2 separate regions of the Macaca mulatta genome follow, and region 2 is linked to region 1. A link is a contact called in public Hi-C data. All regions are on one chromosome and are shown on one strand. Each heading gives the region's core, a stretch centred on a gene start, on an enhancer-like site or on the middle of the called end of the contact. The rest is flanking DNA. Distances are from core to core; before and after follow the strand shown.

The links. Hi-C and Micro-C count contacts between places; a contact is called where the count stands out from the background.
Region 2: a contact with region 1 is called in a Hi-C map of fetal cortex germinal zone, with 8 times the contacts expected there. The contact joins the promoter of ALG10 here to the enhancer-like site in region 1. A contact is called at or near these places in 8 of 14 Hi-C or Micro-C datasets (CD4 T cells, blood, cortical neurons and 5 more).

What each region holds. Positions count from the first base shown.
Region 1 is chr11:34,961,727-34,965,577 of T2T-MMU8v2.0, forward strand. No RefSeq gene overlaps it. Among named protein-coding and RNA genes, the nearest start is that of YARS2, 6.8 kb to the left of the region's middle. Within about 2 kb of position 1,940, at least 9 of the 40 cell types and tissues checked have an H3K27ac peak or open chromatin away from gene starts, as enhancers often do. A contact at or near this core is called in fetal cortex germinal zone and fetal cortical plate, where this site is marked.
Region 2 is chr11:36,318,302-36,321,993 of T2T-MMU8v2.0, forward strand. It overlaps ALG10 (dol-P-Glc:Glc(2)Man(9)GlcNAc(2)-PP-Dol alpha-1,2-glucosyltransferase), which reads left to right and starts at 1,739. Exons shown (of 3, transcript XM_001086837.5): 1 at 1,739-2,048; 2 at 3,243-3,440. The coding sequence starts at 1,878.

The DNA of each region.
Region 1 (3,851 bases), core at 690-3,189:
GTTTCCTTTCTATATTAGAGTTTAGAGAAGGATACCCCAAGTTTGTTTCTTTCTTCTTTCTTTCCTTCCTTCCCTCCCTCCTTTCCTTTCCTTTCCTTTCCTTTCTCCTTCCCTTCCCCCTTCCCTCTTTCCCTTCCCCCTTTCCCTTCCCCCTTCCCTTCCCCTTCCCCCTTCCTTCCCCCTTCCCTTCCCTTCCCCCTTCCCTTCCCTTACCTTCCCCCTTCCCTTCTCTTCCCTTCCCCCTTCCCTTCCCTTTCCCCCTTCCCTTCCCTTCCCCCTTCCCTTCCCTTCCCCCTTCCCCTACCCTTCCCTTCCCCCTTCCCTTCCCTTTCCCCCTTCCCTTCCCTTCCCCCTTCCCTTCCCCCTTCCCCTTCCCCCTTCCCTTCCCTTCCCCCTTCCCTTCCCTTCTCTTCCCTTCCCTTCCCTTCTGCTGTTGTAGCCAGTGGAATAACCTGGAGGTCTCAGCATTGCCTTAACTTCATGCACCTGATCCCATACCATATGGCTGGATAATATTTTGAGATATTTATGGGTTTAAAAAATCTTTCATCTTCCAGGCCGGGTGTGGTGGCTGATGCCTGTACTCCCAGCACTTCGGGAGGCTGAGGTGGGCGGATCACGAGGTCAGGAGTTCAAGATCAGCCTGGCCAACATAGTGAAAACCCGACTCTACTGAAAATACAAAAATTAGCCGGGTGTGGTGGCACATGCCTGTAGTCCCAGCTACTTGGGAGGCTGAGGTGGGAGAATTGCTTGAGCCTGGGAGGCGGAGGTTGCAGTGAGCTGAGACCACGCCGTTGCACTCCAGCCTGGGTAAGAGTGAGACTCCGTCTCAAACAAACAAACAAAAAACCTTTCATTTTCCACTTTTCATTTTAACTATGCATTTGTAGCAAGTTGTGTGTGTCAGTGCCTTGGGGAAGGTGCAAGGCAGGGAGGAATACAGAGTCATCTGGAACTCTTTGTATTTTCTGTTTCCCAAAGTCAGAAGCCTAAGATAGGATGAAGTTTAAGGAAATAAGCTTATCGAAGAGAAGGAGGTAGGATTCTCCAGCTTAAAGAGAATGCCCCTGCCCCAAACCTGGGCAAGGGAGCCCTGGCTATGGCCCTGGTTTGCCAGAGGAGCTGTGCGTTGCTCTCTGTCCTCAAAGGGACGACCTCCTGCTACACTTCAGACCTGGGGCTCCTGGCTTCGCCTAAGGTTCCTCTGCTTCATTTGAGGCAGGAGAGCCCCTGAGTGCCAGCTGGAGGTCTCAGAGAACTGCTGAAGGCTTGGCCAACAAGGATGGCTAGAATGACCAGAACCAATTGGAAATTAGAGATATTATTTCCTGGGGCACGTTGATCAAATTTTGGTAAAACCCTAGAAGGGGGAAGGAGGCTAATAATGATGGAGAAACAATTTCCTACCATTCTAGTGGGTTAAGGACATAGATGTTTGCTTATTCATTTAACAGATATTTATTAGAATTATTTGATCAGTCAGGCACTGTTCTAAGGGCTTAGGACACATTCGTGGAAAGAAAGATTCCTGTCCTCATGGAGATAACATTATTCTCTGAAGTTATTTTTCTCTGAGTAGTTTTATTCTTCACTTCCTCTTTCTTCATTTCCTCTTTCTGATTGGGCTCCTTTTCCACCCCCAATTTTTGGAGCAGAGAAAGAGTGACTCCTAGATAGTTGTTGAAGAACATTCAGATTAGGAGGGGACTGTGGGAGAAAAACATTTGTTGAGAATATGACCAAGGGAAAGACATCCCTTGTAGGAGGGTGGTGATTGGGGTGTAGAGTAGAATTCAGTTTTTCCCCTTTCAATGTGCAATTGTGTCTCCCTTCGCTCCTGCTGCAGTGAATTTTTCTCCTCGCAGAACCCTTTCCCGAACATCCACCCCTTCTGCTCTGAGCTTGGTGACAGCTGCCGCAGTCCCCCACCAGCATGTTCTTTCCCAGGCCATGTTGTCAGGACTGTAATTCAGCCATGATTGGCAAGCAACGCAGTCTGCCCGGCTGTTTGCTGATGTGATGAGAAAAGCAGGCTTCCCTCTTAGAAACAGGATCTTGGAGACACTATTGTGATTGCATCTGAAAAGCTTAGATCAAACGGATAATGTCTTCAGTGAAGATAATTTTGGAATTTTCCTATTTATCAAGTTACCATAGTAATTTTCTGGTCCCTCTGACAGAGAGTACAAGTGAATCAATCAACTCATCATTGGCCCTCTGTCAAGGCCAAGTGGATTTATATCTCCATTGGAGAAGAAACAAAACAATAAGCAATCAGTCTGTGTTTTGTAGAGCAATTCCATTTTGATTAAAACTATTTTTGTGTTTTTTTTTTTCAGTGTCTTCAATATGGACTTCATGTGTTTCTGTCATAAGCACTGACTGGTTAGCTATCAAAATGAGAAACAAGTCTGGAAACATCTCACTCATTAATGTTCTGTAACATCATAAGGGGAACAAATACCTTGAATTTACATAATGTTTGCAGAAAAGTCAAATATTACTTCCTTCATTCTCACAACCATAACAAAATGTGCTTCTGAGTGGTGGTCCAAAGACCATTGGACTAGGAGTCACAGACATGAGTAGCTGTCTCAGCTTGACCTTGAATATCTGTTCCTCCTTAGCTAAGTCATTTAACACATTAGCCTTGGTGTCCTCATTTTAGAAGTAAATGGGCTGGGCTGGACGTAGTGGCTCACACCTGTAATCCCAGCATTTTGGGAGGCCAAGATTGGCAGATCACTTGAGGTCAGGAGTTTGAGACCAGCCTGGCCAACATGGTGAAACCCCATCTCTACAAAATACAAAAAAAATTAGTCGGGCATGGTGGTGGGCACCTGTAATATCAGCTACTTGAGAGGCTGAGGCAGGAGAATCGCTTGAACCTGGGAGGTAGAGGTTGCAGTGAGCAGAGATCATGCCTCTGCACTCCAGCCTGGGTGACAAAGTGAGACTCCCTCTCAAAGAAAAAAAAAAAACAAAGAAGCTGGGTGCTGTGGCTCACGCCTGTAATCCCAGGACTTTGGGAGGCCGAGGCAGGCAGATCACTCGAGGTTGGGAGTTCGAGACCAGCCTGACCGACATGGTGAAACCCTGTCTCTACTAAAAAATACAGAAACTTAGCTGGGCATGGTGGCACATGCCTGTAGTCCCAGCTACTTGGAAGGCCAAGGCAAGAGAATTGCTTGAACCCAGGAGGTGGAGGTTGCAGTGAGCCGACATCGCGCCACTGCACTCCAGCCTTGTGACCGAACAAGACTGTGTCTCAAAAAAAAAAAAAAAAAAAAAATCATTCAATAAATAAATTCATCTATTTTCTCCTCTACTGAGGTTTGCTTAAGCAGTAGAAGTCAGTTTAAGTCCATGCTTACATGGCTGTTATTAGAGGGAAACTGTATTATGACAAGTTTTGAAAAATTAAGATTGAAGATTTAGAAAGTGATAGTTAACCAATGAAACATATCATGTTTGCAGAAAGATCCAATGAAAATCCAAGCAGCTTTGCTCAGATCCAAAGAGTTTTGATCACCATTGACCTCATTCAAAGCTGCCCATGGGTGGGAGACCAACCTGGAAGGGTGTCACTAACAGAGGTAGCAAGTGAAAACAACTCCTCTGTATTCTCATAGCTATTTTTTTCTAAAACCAAAGGAAATCTTAGATACCCATGCCTCTCTTCCCATTATATGCCTCACGTAACTCTTCTCCAAGCACAGTTTAAGGAGGTTTAGGGGAGTGGCAATCAGGGACACGATGGTGTCAGATGGTGACCAAATATCTAGCATATAGCACCAATTGAGACACCTTTCCAATAGACTTGTAACATTATGTCACACTATATATTT
Region 2 (3,692 bases), core at 489-2,988, 1.4 Mb after region 1:
TTTTTATGTAATTTTAAGTAAATCCTTCATTTTTTAAAAAAACAGCTTCTTTTACAAAATGAATTCAAGTAGATTATTAACAAAGATTCCTAGCAATTCTAAAACCCCATATTTCCTTGAAACTTTCCGTTTTATATAAAGGGATGTGTGCAGCATGTATAGGAGTCAAATGTTTAACATAAACTATTGGTGGCAATTGTTATGAAGAAAAATGGATAGCATAAATGTCTAGTCTTGTTATACTCCCTTTAAAAACTACCCACTTTTCTAGGGTGGGTCAGTAAGCTGCAGAGTATATATATAACACGATTTAGCAGGTCAACAGGTCAGGGGCTAATTACTTGTAGATCACATCAACCTCTTGAAGACCGAATCATCTGGAGATGTGTTACAAGTGACTTCAACAGTAAGTACAGCATGGACTCAATAATAAAATGGGAGATAATGGTTAAAACAAAGCTAAGCATCACATCAGAGTAGGATCCTGACATGATTTTATTCCAGTAATGTAAATGTTCCCATCCTAGCCCTCATTCACCACTACCTCCTCTTATCATTGAGGAAACAGGCAGAGACAGAATGGAAAGGCAGTCAGCTTAATTTAAGAAACTTTCTTAAGTTCAGAAAGACTGAATTAGTTTTGACCCAGAAAAAGAGCTCAATTGAGAACTCTGAGGTTAGCAACCTTAAATCCTGACTCAATTCTGATATATTCCTGCCAAAGGCAACGTGACTGAGGTTACCTGAGAGACAGTTTTTCTGCAAAACATGGCCAACCATGCTCAAGACAAAATTACAACACATAATTTAACTTTGGCATTCTTCAAATTATTTACCTCATCTCCTGTTCCCAACACTTAATCCCAGAATACAGGAATTTGATGATGTCTATATAGCCTATAAAAGTCCACAAATTGAAGTGCCTACTGTGTGAAAGCCATTGGGGGACTACAAACGTAAAGGATATATAATCCCACTAAGATGTTCACGCTTATGATTTAGTAGGAAAAACAGAACACTGCCTTACAGATATTACAGGCACAGAGAATTCTAAAACATCCCAAATTCTAAATATATATATATATATATATATATATATATATATTTTTTTTTTTTTTTTTTTTCCCAAATCCCACAGGGTACTGAGATATGGCTATGAGAGTGCCTTAGGAATGTCAGTTTAACTAAATCCTGTGAGGGCATCCACATTTTGAAAGAGTTCTCTTTTAACCTAAACAAACAAACGAACAAACACTCCTCTCACTTAAGTTCATTCGGCATTGACGGGTCTCTGGTTCTTCAAGTTTTCATCTGAAAGTCTCAGTCTTTGCTATCACAACCAACGCCCCCTTCCTACACTCCAAAGTTGATGGAATGAAAAGTCGTGGAATTGAGGGTTTAATAAAAAGAACAGAAGTAACGGGGGAAAAATGTGTAAATTTTAGGGCTTGGAATTGGAGACGTGGGGAAACGTCGCCACCTTCTGGTAAGTGATGGAAATGAGCAGGAAAAAAGATCCAAGCTGAGAATCGGCTTTTTTTTTTTTTTTTTTTTTTTTCCAAAGCAGCAAGTCACGCACCCCCCGCTTAGGCAAATTCCGAGACCCGCCCTTTCCGGAAGTTTTAACACTCTGTGCGCCCGGGCAATGTGATTGACAGGGTAATCATCCGGTCCGTTACCTAAACCCGTCACTCCGGGAAACAGCGACCCGATCTTTCCGGATCCGCGCTTTCCCAGCATCCTTTGCCTTCCGGTATGTGGCCCCGTCTGGCTAGTCACGTCTAGCGCGCCCATTTCGAGCCCAAGTTTCCAGCTCGGGTTTCCGGGCTCAGAAGTTTCCAGGAGTGGGTTCTTCGGCAGCGGCTGTGGGAGCGGGAATGGCGCAGCTAGAGGGTTACTATTTCTCGGCTGCCTTGAGCTGTACCTTTTTAGTGTCTTGCCTCCTCTTCTCCGCCTTCAGCCGGGCGCTGCGAGAGCCCTACATGGATGAGATCTTCCACCTGCCTCAGGCGCAACGCTACTGTGAGGGCCATTTCTCCCTTTCCCAGGTGGGGTCTCCAACCTGTCCCCACCCCAGGAGAGGCCTGAGAGGTCCCAGCGTCCCCAGTTCCTTCTCCCATCCTTAGACTTAACTCGTCCCGTTCCACCCCACTAGCCCCAGAACATGAAAGAAACTGGGTATAGAATTTTGTTCCTGTCTCTGAGATCTGTGAAATATTTATTAAATGAATGAATAAACAGTAGATCTGTCTCCCAGGAAGGAATGATCTGGGAGAATACTTAATGGGGAACTGAGCGCTCCTGTTGGCAGCTGACGATGTCTATCCCACTTTGTCTTTCCTTGTCTCGGGAGTAAAGGTATTGCGGTGCTCCTTGGAAATACCAGAAAACTTACCTTTAGCTCACCTGTCAAGCACCTCACTATGCATTTTAGGGGTGGGATAGTATGGACTGGAGGGATCTTCAGCTACCAAAAAGTGACCATTTATAATCAGAAATTCCTTCCCTGAGTATTTTTAGTGAACTATCTGTTAACTGGATAAACTGGCAACCAGTCCAGTCACATCATTTTTGAATATATATTTGACTGTGCAAGTATGTACATATAAATATCAAAATAAACATCGCCTGCTTTTCTGGTGACACAATATAGGGTACTGGCTAGAAATATAAAGTCTGTTTCAGAGAAAGATCTGATCTTAAATCATGGTGCTGTGATTTACTACTTTTGTGATCTTGGAGATGTTCTGAGTTTCAGAAATTCAGGTTACCTATCTGCAAAATGACAGTAATCTTTACTATAAGGCATATTGTAACGTTAATACAGAGGGTTTGGCACAATTTCTGTCTCCGTTTATGTTAGCTGTCATCATGGAGCCTGTGGACCAAATGTTTTCCTAAACTTAGAGTCCCAACCAGTGTTTCCATGCTTTTAAAAACTGGAGCATTTGCAGCTTATTTACCAAAATAAAGACTTTTTAAAGAACATTTCTTGGAAAATAGAAATAGATTTTAAGTTGTTGTTTTCTGTTGGTTGCTGCTATCTGAACAATCACTAAGCTGGTCCGGGGGCAAAATATAAGAAAAACGAATCCTGTTTTGCCAAGGACTTACTTAATCTTGTCAGAATAACTTCTCAAAATTTCTGATTGTTGCTAGAGATGAGACGTGGGCTTGACATGTTTGTGTCTGTCTTGTTCATATTACCTCTTGCTTTTACTTCATTTCCTTTCATTTTAAAGTGGGATCCCATGATTACTACATTACCTGGCTTGTACCTGGTGTCAGTTGGAGTGGTCAAACCTGCCATTTGGATCTTTGGATGGTCCGAACATGTTGTCTGCTCCATTGGGATGCTCAGATTTGTTAATCTTCTCTTCAGTGTTGGCAACTTCTATTTACTATATTTGCTTTTCCGCAAGGTACAACCCAGAAACAAGGTATGTTTCAAAATACTTAATTACAAGTTTATGTGTAGTCAGGTCCACAATTACAATGAATTAGTTTAATGAGATTTGGTGAAAAATGTCTTTAACACTTTGTAACTTTGTATTTTTGTATATTATGTAAAGGTAAACATAAATCCTCCGTCTCCATTTTAGAATAAATTTGCATTTAAACACTTGAATAGCTTATTTGTAAAATCTAAAGTAAATATTTGTTAAGTGAGTCAAACCAGTTCAATAAGTACT